Linked DNA regions of Sus scrofa: region 1 is linked to region 2. Evidence: chromatin contacts called from public HiChIP or PLAC-seq data. All regions are on one chromosome and are shown on one strand. The core of a region is the stretch at or near the end of the contact, and the rest is flanking DNA. Distances in the headings are between cores, read along the strand shown. Region 1 overlaps LOC102165506 (a long non-coding RNA gene). Region 2 overlaps FGGY (FGGY carbohydrate kinase domain-containing protein).

The links. HiChIP or PLAC-seq counts read pairs in DNA pulled down with a chosen protein or histone mark.
Region 1: an H3K27ac HiChIP or PLAC-seq map of skeletal muscle shows a contact between it and region 2. The contact joins two enhancer-like sites. A contact is called at or near these places in 2 of 2 datasets of contacts at active chromatin or transcription factors (alveolar macrophages and skeletal muscle).

What each region holds. Positions count from the first base shown.
Region 1 is chr6:153,338,137-153,345,015 of Sscrofa11.1, forward strand. The region is part of intron 3 of LOC102165506 (a long non-coding RNA gene); the gene reads left to right. Among named protein-coding and RNA genes, the nearest start is that of FGGY, 130 kb to the left of the region's middle. Within about 2 kb of position 4,450, at least 4 of the 83 cell types and tissues checked have an H3K27ac peak or open chromatin away from gene starts, as enhancers often do. A contact at or near this core is called in skeletal muscle, where this site is marked.
Region 2 is chr6:152,799,069-152,805,215 of Sscrofa11.1, forward strand. The region is part of intron 14 of FGGY (FGGY carbohydrate kinase domain-containing protein); the gene reads right to left. Among named protein-coding and RNA genes, the nearest start is that of HOOK1, 93 kb to the left of the region's middle. Within about 2 kb of position 3,468, at least 3 of the 83 cell types and tissues checked have an H3K27ac peak or open chromatin away from gene starts, as enhancers often do. A contact at or near this core is called in skeletal muscle, where this site is marked.

The sequences.
Region 1 (6,879 bases), core at 3,200-5,699, 540 kb after region 2:
CAGCCCTACAAAGCCGTCACACAGAACCACCTGCCATTTCCTACACAGGTCTCTGCTGTTTCATGCCTCAGCATGAAAGAAATCACACAGCTTGATTTCTCTGCCTGGAATGCCCTTCCCCTCATCCTTCACCCGTACCCCTTACTGGCAGGATACCTAAGAACCGTACTCACTCTCCAAAGCCCGGCTTCCAGGGGGCTTCTTGCTCAAATCCCCTTAGACCCACCCAATCAGAATCAATCACCCCGCCCCCTTTTGTAATCCACTGTGAGAGTTTAGACTGCCAACACATCTTTCATCACCTTACCTGTCTACTTCTGTTTAATCATCTGTGTAATGGCACTATCACACAGTGATGAAGCCCATCAGCTCCAGAACCTGGGTTCCAATCCTGATTCTCACACTTACTAATTGTGTTAGTTTGGGGAAGTAACTTACCCTCTCTGTGCCTCAGTTTCCCTCCCTGTTAAATAGGATGATAATGATACCTTCCTTGTATGGTTGTTGTTGAGAGACACCTTAACGCTCAGAATAGTGGCAGGTGCTTAGTAGGTGTTCTGTACGTTTCAACTTTCATTAGTCTTTCTGTCTTTCTTGTCTGATGGCAAGGACTAGGATTTCTCAGTGCCTACAACAACCCGGCACACAGGAGGGCCCAACAAACAATTGTGGAATGAGTGACTCAGAAAATCCTTGGGCCATGAATTCTTGTGTCCCCATTCAGCCCTTTCCCCCTTCCCCCAGGTCCTGCCTGCTCTCCAGTTTTCCCTAGAAGTGGGTCTTGGAGCTTCTGTTTTCCATTCAGTACCAGTGCTGTTTTCTCCATCAGAGATTCCCCCATCTCTTGTCCAGCTACCTGCCTGGCTTTCTGACTCAGATTCTTCTTCTCCCACCCCAGCCCACAGTCCTGCTTCAGACCCAGCCTGCGAATGCATTGTTCCCTCCACGCTTCCTCTGCTTCTGATCCCTCTAGAGATTATATTTTCTACTGAATTACTTCAGAAGGCCAGGACTTCTGAAGGTCCCCCAGCCTTTGGGTCCCCACCGCCATGAATTTATCTTCTCAAGAAGGGCTTGCCCAGGGAGTTTCCGTCATGGCGCAGCGGAAACGAATCCAACTAGGAACCATGAGGTTTTGGGTTCGATCCTTGGCCTCACTCAGTGGGTTAAGGATCCGGCACTGCTGTGAGCTGTGGTGTAGGTCACAGACTCAGCTCAGATCCTGCATTGCTGTGGCTGTGGTGTAGGCCTGCAGCTGTAGCTCTGATTCAACCCCTAGCCTGGGAACCTCCGTATGCTGCAGGTGCAGCCCTAAAAAAAAAAGCAAAAAAGGGGGGGGGGAGCTTACCTGACTCCTTCTGTGAGCCTGAAAACCCCCTCTCCATCTTATCCATCCGGTTGTGTATCTACCTATGCATCCCCCACTTATCTACCCACTCAGAGCTCCTACATATCTGTTCACCTACCTACCACTCATCCATCTTACCTATTTACTCACCCACCCACACACTCACCAACCACCCTTCCATCTATCCATCCATCATCCACCCATCCACCAAAGCATTCAATTAATATTCACTCTATACCTACCTCTTTCCAGTCACTGTATGGAATACAGACTTGAACAAAAAGAGCTGGTCCCTCATCTCATGTAGTTTATAATCTACCTGGGGAAATTAGAAAGCTCATCCACAGCTTGTGGCCAAAGGTAGTTTGTGTCATATGGGTGCTATGGCACATTTTATAATTAGAGTCCTTGGATGAACTTCAGGGACCTGTGAACTCCTTGAAACTGTAAGCAAAACTATTTAGATAAGAGGGTGTACATGGTGCTTATTTATATTCATGTGCATTTTCAGGGAAGAGGCTCCATGGCCTCATGGCATTCTCCAAGAGGGTCTCCAGGAAGCACCAGACACTATATACAGGGAAACCTGGAAGATAGAGAGCCATAGTTCAGAGCCTTGACGTGGAGGAAAAGGCAAACTGATGTTTATTTCAGACCCACTGTGTTTGGACTGCATGTGTGTGTCCCCTTAAAGTCCCATGTTGAAGCCCTAACCCCCAACATAAGAGGGTTCGGAGGTAGCGTCTTTGGGAGGGCATTAAGTTTAGATGAGGGTATGAGGATGGAGACCCCAGGGTGGGATTGGTGACCTTATGAGAAGAGGGAGAGACGGCAGAGCTCCCTCCCTCTGCCGTGTGAGGATGTGGCATGAAGGTGGGCCTCTACAGGCAAGGATGAGGGTCTGCATCAGACCTGACCATGTATGCACCCTCTTCTCAGACTTCCAAACCCCCAGAACCATGAGAAATAGGTGTCTGTTATTTATTTGAGCTGTCCAGTGCATATGCTATTTTGTTACAGTAGCCAGAGCCGAATAAGATGCTGTATGCCAGGCACCATTTCTTCAAGTTGTGCAGCCTTGGCTGTGTCCCTGTTTGGGGAATAGGAAAGGGAGAGAAAGTGGCCAGAGGAAATTAGCATTTCCTGAGCACTTGACTAGGCAACATTTTCTTATTTAATGCTTAGCACCCTTCAAAATAGGTTGTATTATGCCTGTTTTCCGGAAGAGGAGGTGAGGAGAGAGGTAAAGCGAGGACCCAGGCACACTGTCATAGGGGTAGAGTGAGGGTTAAATCCAGGTCGTTGGGGCTCTTGGCCTCTAGACCCCTCTCCCTCCCAGGCTTGTCTATGCCTCAAGCATGATGCTGAGTGAGTGGGTGCTTTGGTGCTGTAGAACCTCACTTGGGGGAAGACTGATTGTCGTCTGAGCGTAGAGAAATGTTAAAAGAGTTTTACGAGCCTCAGAAATTGCTGTCATTAAATTTTCAACAAGCTTTTCCTGAGGATTCTTCCCCTGTAGAAGGTCAGCAAGTGGTGCTTCTTGCTCTGGGAGCGTTATCACAGCGGTTTCCAGGAACAAGGCTGGGCACCAGCCATCACTCAGCAAGCACTTGTGGGTGGGTCTGTTGGCAGAAAAGCACCTTCAGCTCCAGCCAACCTCCCGGCCCCCCCTCTGCTGTGGGGGGTGGGGGGGAGCAGTCTGCTCCATCGCAGCTGGCAGAATAGGTGTCGCCTCAAAACTGCCCCACTGCCTGGAGCCAGGGGCCTTGCCAGCAGGGTATATAGTCTCTTCTGTCCAGGAGTTTCCAGAACTTCGAGAAAGCGTGTGTCCAGGCCAGCTGCCCACCCAGACTTTTCCTAAGCTGTTTAACATTCCACCACTCCCTCCCTGCCTTGAAGGAGTTCAAACCCAGGTTGCAAACCACTGGACTCCATGCAAAAGGAGATTGAACTCAATGACCTCTGAGCTGGTCACGTAAGACTGGCATGAATTAAGGGAGAAAATGTTTTTTCAACTAGAATTGTTTTCTCCTTGAAGGCAAGGACCGTATAATTTGTTGATTTGGCCTCATAACTAGATTTACCCTTCCCATGGGCTCCACTCCCACCCCACCCTAGTCTAGGATACCACCGGCATTGCCCCAAATCACCAGTCTTCCTGCATGCATCTTGTTCCATTCCAGCCGAATGACCTTTCCAAGTGTATCACATTATCTCTCTGGCCTTCTTCTAATGGATTTTAAGACCAAAAGTTTTTCCCAACCAGTCCACATTGCATTCCTCGCTTATGGCTATGCCTTTGCACCGATGCCCTGGCCACCCCGCTCCTCCCCTAACTCACATTCTCATGGGCTGTTTTCCCTGCTCTGGGTACCCCCAGGTTCCCCCATGAGCTCCTCTTCAGCCCACAGTCTCAGCCACTAACATGGGGAACCAGTCCTTCCCTCGAGCCCTCTTCATTCTGGGCTGTAATTTTCTGGTCCATTTTCTGGCTCTCCTACCGGGTGTAAGCTCCAGGCAGGCTGCATCTATGTTTGTTTGTTTGTTTGTTTGTCATATTCTCAGCATCCAGCCCACAAGGCCTGAGACCCTTACTCCTAAGAGGTACTTAATGAACACATTTGCCTTCCATGGATCAGGGCTATCCTCAGAGGTGAGGTCAGACTCCTTGCCCCTCCCACCCCTGCCGAGCTTGAAAGGCCCCCAATGTGGAAGCCATTAGTGCACCCTCCCCCTGCCCTTAACTGAATTTGCTCGGAAGAGGCAGGAGCTTTTGGAAGCACCTGAATCCGATTATAGAGCTTGGAACCAAAGCCAGGCATAATCGGGCCGCCTCACCCATCCCCACCCTCCTTTTTAGCCAGATGACCAGCATCCTGCCCCCTCAGGCACCCTGCCTGCATGTTCTGGCGGTGACAGCAGTGCCACCACTGAATGGGCAGCTGTGGTCACATTTAGAGAGGGTGAGGCAGAGATACCCACTTCAACTCTGACATTCAGTCCGTCTCTTGTGACTCGGGTTGCCACTTGCCCCTAGGGCTGCAGGATGCAAGCAGGGCTAACCGTTTCATTAGATATCTGTGACATGGAAAAGGTCAGACAAGTGGGCTGGGCTGCTGAGTCACCGGGCTTGAGTGTCCATCCCTGAGACTCTGCCATCGTAGCCTGCCCATCTCAAGGGGCACTCGGTCACTCTCTGAAGCCAGTGCGATGCCTGGAATGGAGTCAGGGCAGGGTATGCAGGGGAAGATGCCCCTTGTCTGTCTCTATAAAGGGAGATGATATAACATGGTTGAGAGGAGAGCAAGCTTGGAGCAGATGCCCCTGGGTTGAAATGCCATCTCTGCAGCACTAGCTGGTACCCGAAGCAAGTTGCTTAACGTCTTCCTCCGACTCTCAGATCTTCATTTATATGGGCCCCAAAATATTTCCTAACACATAGGGCTGCTGGGAGAATAAGTGAAGTAAAGGATGAAAGGAACTTAGCAGAGAGCTTGGCGAACGGGCACCTGTCCGCAAATGGTAAGCACTATTACTTGGACACGCCGATCTCTCCGTGGATACTTGATCCCTGGGGAACACGATGTCTCCCCACAGTCAGCGGGCTCTGGCCTCCGCCGCCCCACATCCACAGTACATATCTGGGGCTTGGGGCATTTCAGTTACAATGAGGGCGAGCCAGGGAGAAATGAAAAGGAAGTAAAAGGCTAGGGGCATTTTTAGAATTTTACTATCTCAAACGGACAAATCCCTTCCTGATGGTTGTGTTGGTCCCAGTGGAAACCAGATGCATAGGTAGACATAGGGCCACACAGGCAGCCCAGCAAGCAGGGTCTTACCACGTCAGGCTTTTTGTCCTGGGCAGCTGGAGAATGCTGAGTTTGTTAACCGAGACCTCTGAAACACGCACCCTTTTACCATTCACCAAATTCACACCAAGGCTGTGGCCTTTGGCTCAAGATCCTCTTCCCCCTTCATCTAATACTTCTACTCCTCCAAACAGAGGGAAAACATCAAAGCACTCTTTGGACAACACGGAGAAGACCAAATTTGCTCAGCGGCATTTGGCAAGCTGTTTAACCTTCCTTATAACCTAGCTATCTTTAGCCTCCTTGATGCTATTTTCAAATGTCAAACGAGCAAATATTGCTTCCAGAATGGTTCTGATCTGGGATGTGACAGGATGCGTGGGGGTGGGGAGATGAGCAGGAGGTAGGGATAGTAAAGGAGCCTTCTGGTCGTGGGTGAGATCATACACCAGCTTTACAACTGCCCAAATTCTCTCCCTTCTACTGGCTCTGACACCTCCTCCAGGAAGCTGACCTGTTTAAGGGCAGTGGGGCATTCAGTACCACCGGGGCCTCATGTAGAGGGACATCTGCTTATCTGACTCTGGAGCCAGACCTGGACATCACATTAGCCAAAAGAGCAAACTGAATCTTGTGTACCCAGCCCAGTCTAAAAATATTCATTCGTTCATTCATTCTGCAGGTATTTACTGAGCAGCAACTATGGGCCAGACATGGTAATAGGCACTGGGGACACACGAGCTTGCTGAGGTTGATGCCCATTGGAATTGTCTGGGGAGTTAATGAAATGAAGCTCTGGAGCCCCACCCCCAAGAGTCAGTGCAGCAGGTTTGAGGCAGATCTGGAGCCTGAATTTTGAACCAGCACACAGGCATTCTGCTACAGGTGGTCCAGGGTATGAGAACCCCTAGGCTAGCTTGTAGCAACATCTGTTTCCTGAGTACCTCCCTGGTACTGAACAGGAGGAGCATAGAAATCCATGTTACAACCCCCAGGCCTTGAAGAACTCACCATTCATGTTCACAGCCTCCAGAAAGAGACAGACAAAGCTGCCATTTCAGGGTGCTAAGTGCTCTGAAAGCAGAGGTACAAAGTGGGTTAGGCCCCACAGAGACGGTAACCAGCCCTCAGAGAGCTGAGGAGGCTCTATAAAGGAGAATATTTGAGCTGAGCCTTTTTTTTTTTTTTAGCCATACCTGCAGCATGCAGAAGTTCTGGGGCCAGGGATGGAACCCGAGCCACACCATTGACATGCTGGATCCTTAACCTACTGAGATGCTGGGGAACTCCTGAGCTGGGTCTTGAAGTATAAGAAGAGTTTTTCAGATAGAGGAAGTGTGAATATTAATTATACTTTCCCAAGATGGACTCCCCAGCATATATCTCCCATCCCACATGCTCATCTTTTTTTTTTTTTTTTTTTTTTTGCCACCCTGCAGCATATGGAGTTCCCTGGCCAGGGATCAGATGCTAGCCACAGTTGTGATCCATGCCATAGCTGTAGCAGTGCTGGGTACCTAACTCACTGGGATGGGCTAGGGATCGGACTTGCGTCCCAGCACTCCAGAGATGCTGCTGATCCCATTGGGCCGTGGCGAGAACTCCAATGTGCTCTTCTCACGAAGGCACTGGAACACCTCATGCAGAGAAGTAGGGTGGGGGTCTCTGTTCCTGGCTCTCGAATCTCAGTGGTGGCCTGTGACTGCTCCCACCTGGGGAGTG
Region 2 (6,147 bases), core at 2,218-4,717:
CATACTGTGTGAAGTGAGCCAGAGAAAGACAAACATCATATCATATCACTTATATGTGCAATATAAAAAAATGATACAAATGAACTTATTTACAAAACAGAAATAGACTCACAGATACAGAAAACAAACTAATGGTTACCAAAGGGGAAAAGTAGGGGGAGGAATAAAGTAGGAATTTGTGAGTAACATATATATGCTACTATATATAAAATAACCAACAAGGACCTACTGTATAGTACAGGGAACTCTACTTAATATCTTATAATAATGTATACTGGAAAAGAATCTAAAAAGAAATATATTATATATATGTATATAACTGAATTACTTTTCTGTATACCTGAAACTAACCCAATATTGTAGCTCAACTACATTTCAATAAACTTTTAAAAAGAAATGACTGAATGAGTAAGAAATTGAAAGAAAGAATGAGGAGATGAATTTCCCATGCAGAAGAATTCCAAGTTTATGTAAATATTCCACCCCCAAGAAGTAGAGCCTAACTTCCACTCCTTAAGCGTGGGCTCTGCATAGTAAATTCCATCCAAAAACAACAGTGTGGAAAGTGGAAAAACAGAGTAATTTTACAGTGCCAGGTGATCAAGATCAGCATCAACACTGATAAGTCATGGTGATAGTACGTATCCTTGAGAGAGTGGCACTTTATCTCTGGGGTCTTCCTCCCCCAAACCTACAACCACAGTCTAATCATCAGAAAAATGTCAGAAAATGCCAACTGAGGGATATGCTACAAAATACCTGACCAGTACTCCTCAAAACTGTCAAGGTCACCAAAAACCAGAGGAGCCTAAGGATAGGCTGACTAAATGCAATCTACTATCCTAGATGGGATCCTGCAACAGATAAAGGACTTTACGCAAAACTGTGGAAAGCTGAATAAAGTAAGAAGTTTAGCTAATAACAACATTATCAACATTAGCTCATCAACTGCAACAACTGTACCATACTAATGTAAGATGTTAAAAATAAGGGAGACTGGGCATGGGGGTTGTGAAAACTCTGCGTATTTCACAATTTTTCCACAAATACAAAGCTGTTCTAAAACCAGAGTTGATTGAAATAATATATGCATATGTACCTACAGACACATACACATATATTATGTCAGGTGATTGATAAGTACCAGGCAAGCAAAATCAAATAGGATATGGGTGAAGAATGGCAGACGTAGAGCAGGCAGTTTGTATAGGGTGGCAGGCCTGGCATCTCTCTGAGAAGATGATATTTGGGCAGAGATCAGAAGGGGATGAGAGGATGAACCATTCAGAAATCCAAGGAAGTGAATCTCATACAGAGGAATTGTAAGTCTGAAAGCCCAGAGGTGGGAGTGGACAGAGAGAAGAGGCCAGGGAAATGGAGCAGCCTAGAGAAGGGGCAGAAGAGCAGGAGATGAAATCTTAAAAGGAGTGGGTGCCAGGCTGGATGGGTGTCGGGTGCCCAAGTGAGAACCAAATAAATGATTCAATAAATGAGATGAATGGAAACTGATCATCTTGAAATTTATGTTGGGTTCTCTAGCCTTTAAAAAAAAAATAAAGAAATGAAAACATAAATGAAGGTCATGCTTTGTAATATACCTCCTTTCCCCAAACACATACAAATATTTTATCATAATTATAGCCTACAACTGCTCCAACTAGACCCTCTAGTCCCACTGAAGCAGTCTCAGGAATGTCATCTCCTTTCCGAAACAAAATTTGAGACTGTTTCTAGATGAGCAAAGTGAAATGAAGGCTTGAGGCCAAATTTTCACATAATTCAATTTAAAAAAGACTTACATATGCTTAAAAATCTTTAGATAATGGAAAGAAAAGTGGATTTTCCTCTCTTCATTATTAAAGCAATTGGCTCAAATGCTCATTTCATTTTGGACATGTAGGCATAACCCAGAGTCTGTAATTAGTTTTAAACCACCAAAGGAGAAACAGAATAAAATCTCAACTAACTGAAGGACCATTTTTCCCTTGACGTACTTGGCTTTCAATGGCTAGAGGCATAAGGCATGGATCCAAAAAGCAAGCTTATAACTGGGGCTGATTTAAAAAACAAAACAAAATAACTTGCAAAGTACGCCTTGGATGAGTCCAATAGGAACTCCTTGCTTGCTGCCTTCTCCCTCTCTCACTCTAGTGCCATGGAGAGAAGTTATCCTGTAGGATGATGAAATCCCCAATCACTGGGGGACAGTCCCCCAGGCTCATCCCTTGCTATGAGAGGCACAGAACTCTCTAATCTTTCTGAGATTTGTATCCCTAAGGATGAAATAAATAACACTTTCCTTTGAACTTCCTTTTAACCAGAAAGGTACATAAACAAAGGCATTCGATTACATGAGTACAAAAGTAAAACGCGCATCTCTCAATTGTGGGGACTTGATCTCAGAATATCTTGGTTTATTTAAAACTACAACCAGGCGTTCCCATCATGGCACAGTGGAAACAAATCCAACTAGGAACCATGAGATTGCAGGGTCGATCCCTGGCCTTACTCAGTGGGTTAAGGATCTGGTGTTGCTGTGAGCTGTGGTGTAGGTCACAGATGTGGCTCAGATCTGCTGTTGCTTTAGGGCTGTGGCTAGACCAGCAGCTATAGCTCCAATTCAACCCCTAGCCTGGGAACCTCCATATGCCACAGGTGTGGCCCTCAAAAAGAAAAAAGACAAAAAACAAACAAACAAAAACTACAACCAATCAGGGGCCACATCTTGGGGGGAGTTAACCTCTCTGAACCTCAGCCCAATGTCTGCCTGCAAGGGCCTTATCAAGATTAAATGAAATATGTCCCTAAAATGCCTAAAACAGTGTCTGGCCTATAAGAAGTGATTAAGATGCATTGCTTCCTTTCATAAACATACATCCTATATTTGCACCTGGCATTGATCGGCATATGGTAGCCACCTGGTAAATACCTGTTGAATAAAAAACTGCCTGAATGAAATCTCTCCAGGGAGACTTGAATGATCTTTTACATAGTGATACTTAATATAATGATGTTTAATATAATGCTGATAGTCACTGCCACTTACTGAGCACATGCTGCTTGTCAGGTGTTGCGATGTGTGCTCACATAACATCATTTCACTGAATTCTCACAACTACCACCTAAGGTAGGCCTTCTTTTAGCTCTACTTTACAAATGAAGAACTGAGATGGAACAATTTTCCTAAGATGATACAACAAGCAAGTCGAAGAACTGGATTTTGAACACATATCCTTCAATTTCAGAGGCCATGTCTTAACTGCTGCAGTATTCTGTGCAGAATGTTAATGCACATTAAAAAAAAAAAAAACACAAATAAACAACAAAAGGACTTTTGACTTCTTTTGTTAAGAAAAACTTGACTAGAGTGAATAAGTCTTCTTGCTGCTCCCAGAATAGCCTCATCTGCATGGATTGGCAGCTGTGAGGCCAGGAACAGGTGGGACCAGTAAAGCTGCCAGGGACTGGCCCTTAAGAAAGCAGCTGAACAAGCTGTCCAGTCCTGTTCCCAGGAGCTGGTACAAATCTGAGGGGGATGCCACTTGTGTGGGCTGGCATGGGGGGAGGACTCTGGGTTCTGGAATCTTACCTTGAACAGAGGTAAAAGTGTCCCAAGGGCAAAAACAAATTATTCAGAAAAGGGGAGCAGGAAGTGTGGTGCTGGGCATGAATCCTACAAGGGTGGGAAGCTAGAACCAAGGGTACTGGTGCGGCTGGAAGCCAAGGCTGAGGGTCAGTGAAAGCTTCCAGACAGGCTGTGAGAAGCACCTGGCAGGGAGCCTTCTCAGTTGATGGGGGGAGGGGGTCCCCAGCCCTGCGGTGTAGAGGTAGGAGTGTCAATGTGCAGGGCAAGGGGTTGGATGGAATAATCTTTTTTTTTTTTTTTTGTCTTTTTGCCATTTCTTGGGCCGCTCCCGCGGCATATGGAGGTTCCCAGGCTAGGGGTCGAATCGGAGCTGTAGCTGCCAGCCTATGCCAGAGCCACAGCAACGTGGGATCCGAGGTGCGTCTGCAACCTACACCACAGCTCACGGCAACGCCGGATTGTTAACCCACTGAGCAAGGGCAGGGACCGAACCTGCAACCTCATGGTTCCTAGTCAGATTCGTTAACCACTGCGCCACGATGGGAACTCCGGGATGGAATAATCTTAACCCCAGAACCCTCCTTGAGGTACACGTGCCTTAGAGACTGTAACAGTAACTAAGAGCATGGACTCTTGGGCCAAACTGCCTGGGTTCAAACTCAGTTTCTCTATTTACCAGCTGTGTGACCATAGCCACACTGCTTAACTTCTCTGTGCCTCATTCTCCCCATCTATCCAAAGGAATAACAATGCCCCCTATCTCAGGGTTTCTATGAGGATCAAATATATGTAGAAAAAACTATAAGATAATATAGAAAGTGCTGGCACACGGAAGGATTTATGTACCACCTATTGTTATTATCACCTCCCAGAGTTGATGAGATGATACATGAGATGCTGTCTAACTCCAACAGCAAGAATTCCTCCCTTTTCCCTCTTCCTTCACACAGTGCATTTTTAGCAGTATGGCCAGGACTTAAACTAAATCTTTAGGCTCCAAGTGCTATGCTCCCCAAGCATGGCTGTCTAGTAGTAAGGTCTAAGCAGTGCTGGTCATAGCCCTCTGACAACACCCATGTGCCCTTCTCTTCTTGGCATGTCCTTTTCAGTCATCCCAAACCTAAGCTCTTCTGGTTCAATCCAAGGCGGACCTACAATTGCGTATCACACCTGTGGGTTCATACTACTTCCTCCTTCCTGTCTTTCCCAGCTCCCGCCCAGCCTGACTTTGTAGGCAGAGTAGTTCCTTTCATTAAGGCATCTCCTGCTCAAAAGCACACTATAGCTTCCCCTGCTGGTGTTGGGAGGTATCGTACTGGTCCAGGTGGTATAGAGCCTCTAATTCCTGGAGTTCTCCATTTGAGTCCATGAGCAACTGCTGATGGATTACAGCATCAGAGAAAGTGGGAACACTTCTGCCAGCAGAGCCAAAGAAAGTACCATATGGGCATATCTAAAACCCCAATTGTAAGCACATGTATCTACAGAAGGAGAGCAACAACAAAAGCCTTGAGCCATTAAACTATGGAATATTTCTAATTTTCCCACTAATACTTGATTGCTATAATTTAAGCCTCAATGTTCTCATCTGCAAAATAGGACAATACCTCCGTCATGGAAGCACTGGCAGGGTTAAAGAAGGATACAGATCTAGAGTGTCTGGGTCAGCAGTCCTGCACCAAAGTGTTGTCATAACTAGCACCATTATTGTTCTAAAACCCAGATGCCTCTCTCTGGCCTTCAAAGTCCTGTCCAACCTGCCCCCACTCCATTTACCCATTCTCATTTCTCATAGTTCTCTGGGATTTGCTGGCCTGTCCCTCTGAGACATTTCCATTTTGTGTCTTCTCTGGGTTAGTTCCTATCCTCACTCCCATAATACCCAAACCTGAGTTTCTATTTTTTATTACAATTTTTTAATTAGTTAACATGTAATTGTTCATAGTATTCTCTTAAGCAGAAATTGACAGAACATTGTAAATTAGCTATAACAAATTTTTTTTAAAAAGAACATCTAGGAGTTCCCATCATGGCGCAGTGGTTAACGAATCTGACTAGGAACCATGAGGTTGCGGGTTCGGTCCCTGCCCTTGCTCAGTGGGTTAACAATCCGGCGTTGCCGTGAGCTGTGGTGTAGGTTGCAGACGCGGCTCGGATCCCGTGTTGCTGTGGCTCTGGCGTAGGCCGGTGGCTACAGCTCCGATTGGACCCCTAGCCTGGGAACCTCCATATGCCACCGGAGAGGCCCAAGAAATAGCAAAAAAAAAAAAAAAAAAAAAATCTAGGTATGCACAGAAGAAAAAAATTAAATTAAAGCATAGTTGATTTATATCATTGTATCAATTTCTGCTGTACAGCAAAGTGACTCAATTATACACATATATACATTTTTAAAATATTCTTTTCCATCATGGTCTATCCCAGGAGACTGGATATAGTTCCCTGTGATATGCAGTAGGACTCTGTTGTTTATCCATTCTAAATGTAATAGTTTGCATCTACAAACCTCGAACTCCTAGTCCATCCCCCCTTACCCCCTGGCAACACAAGTCTGTTCTCCA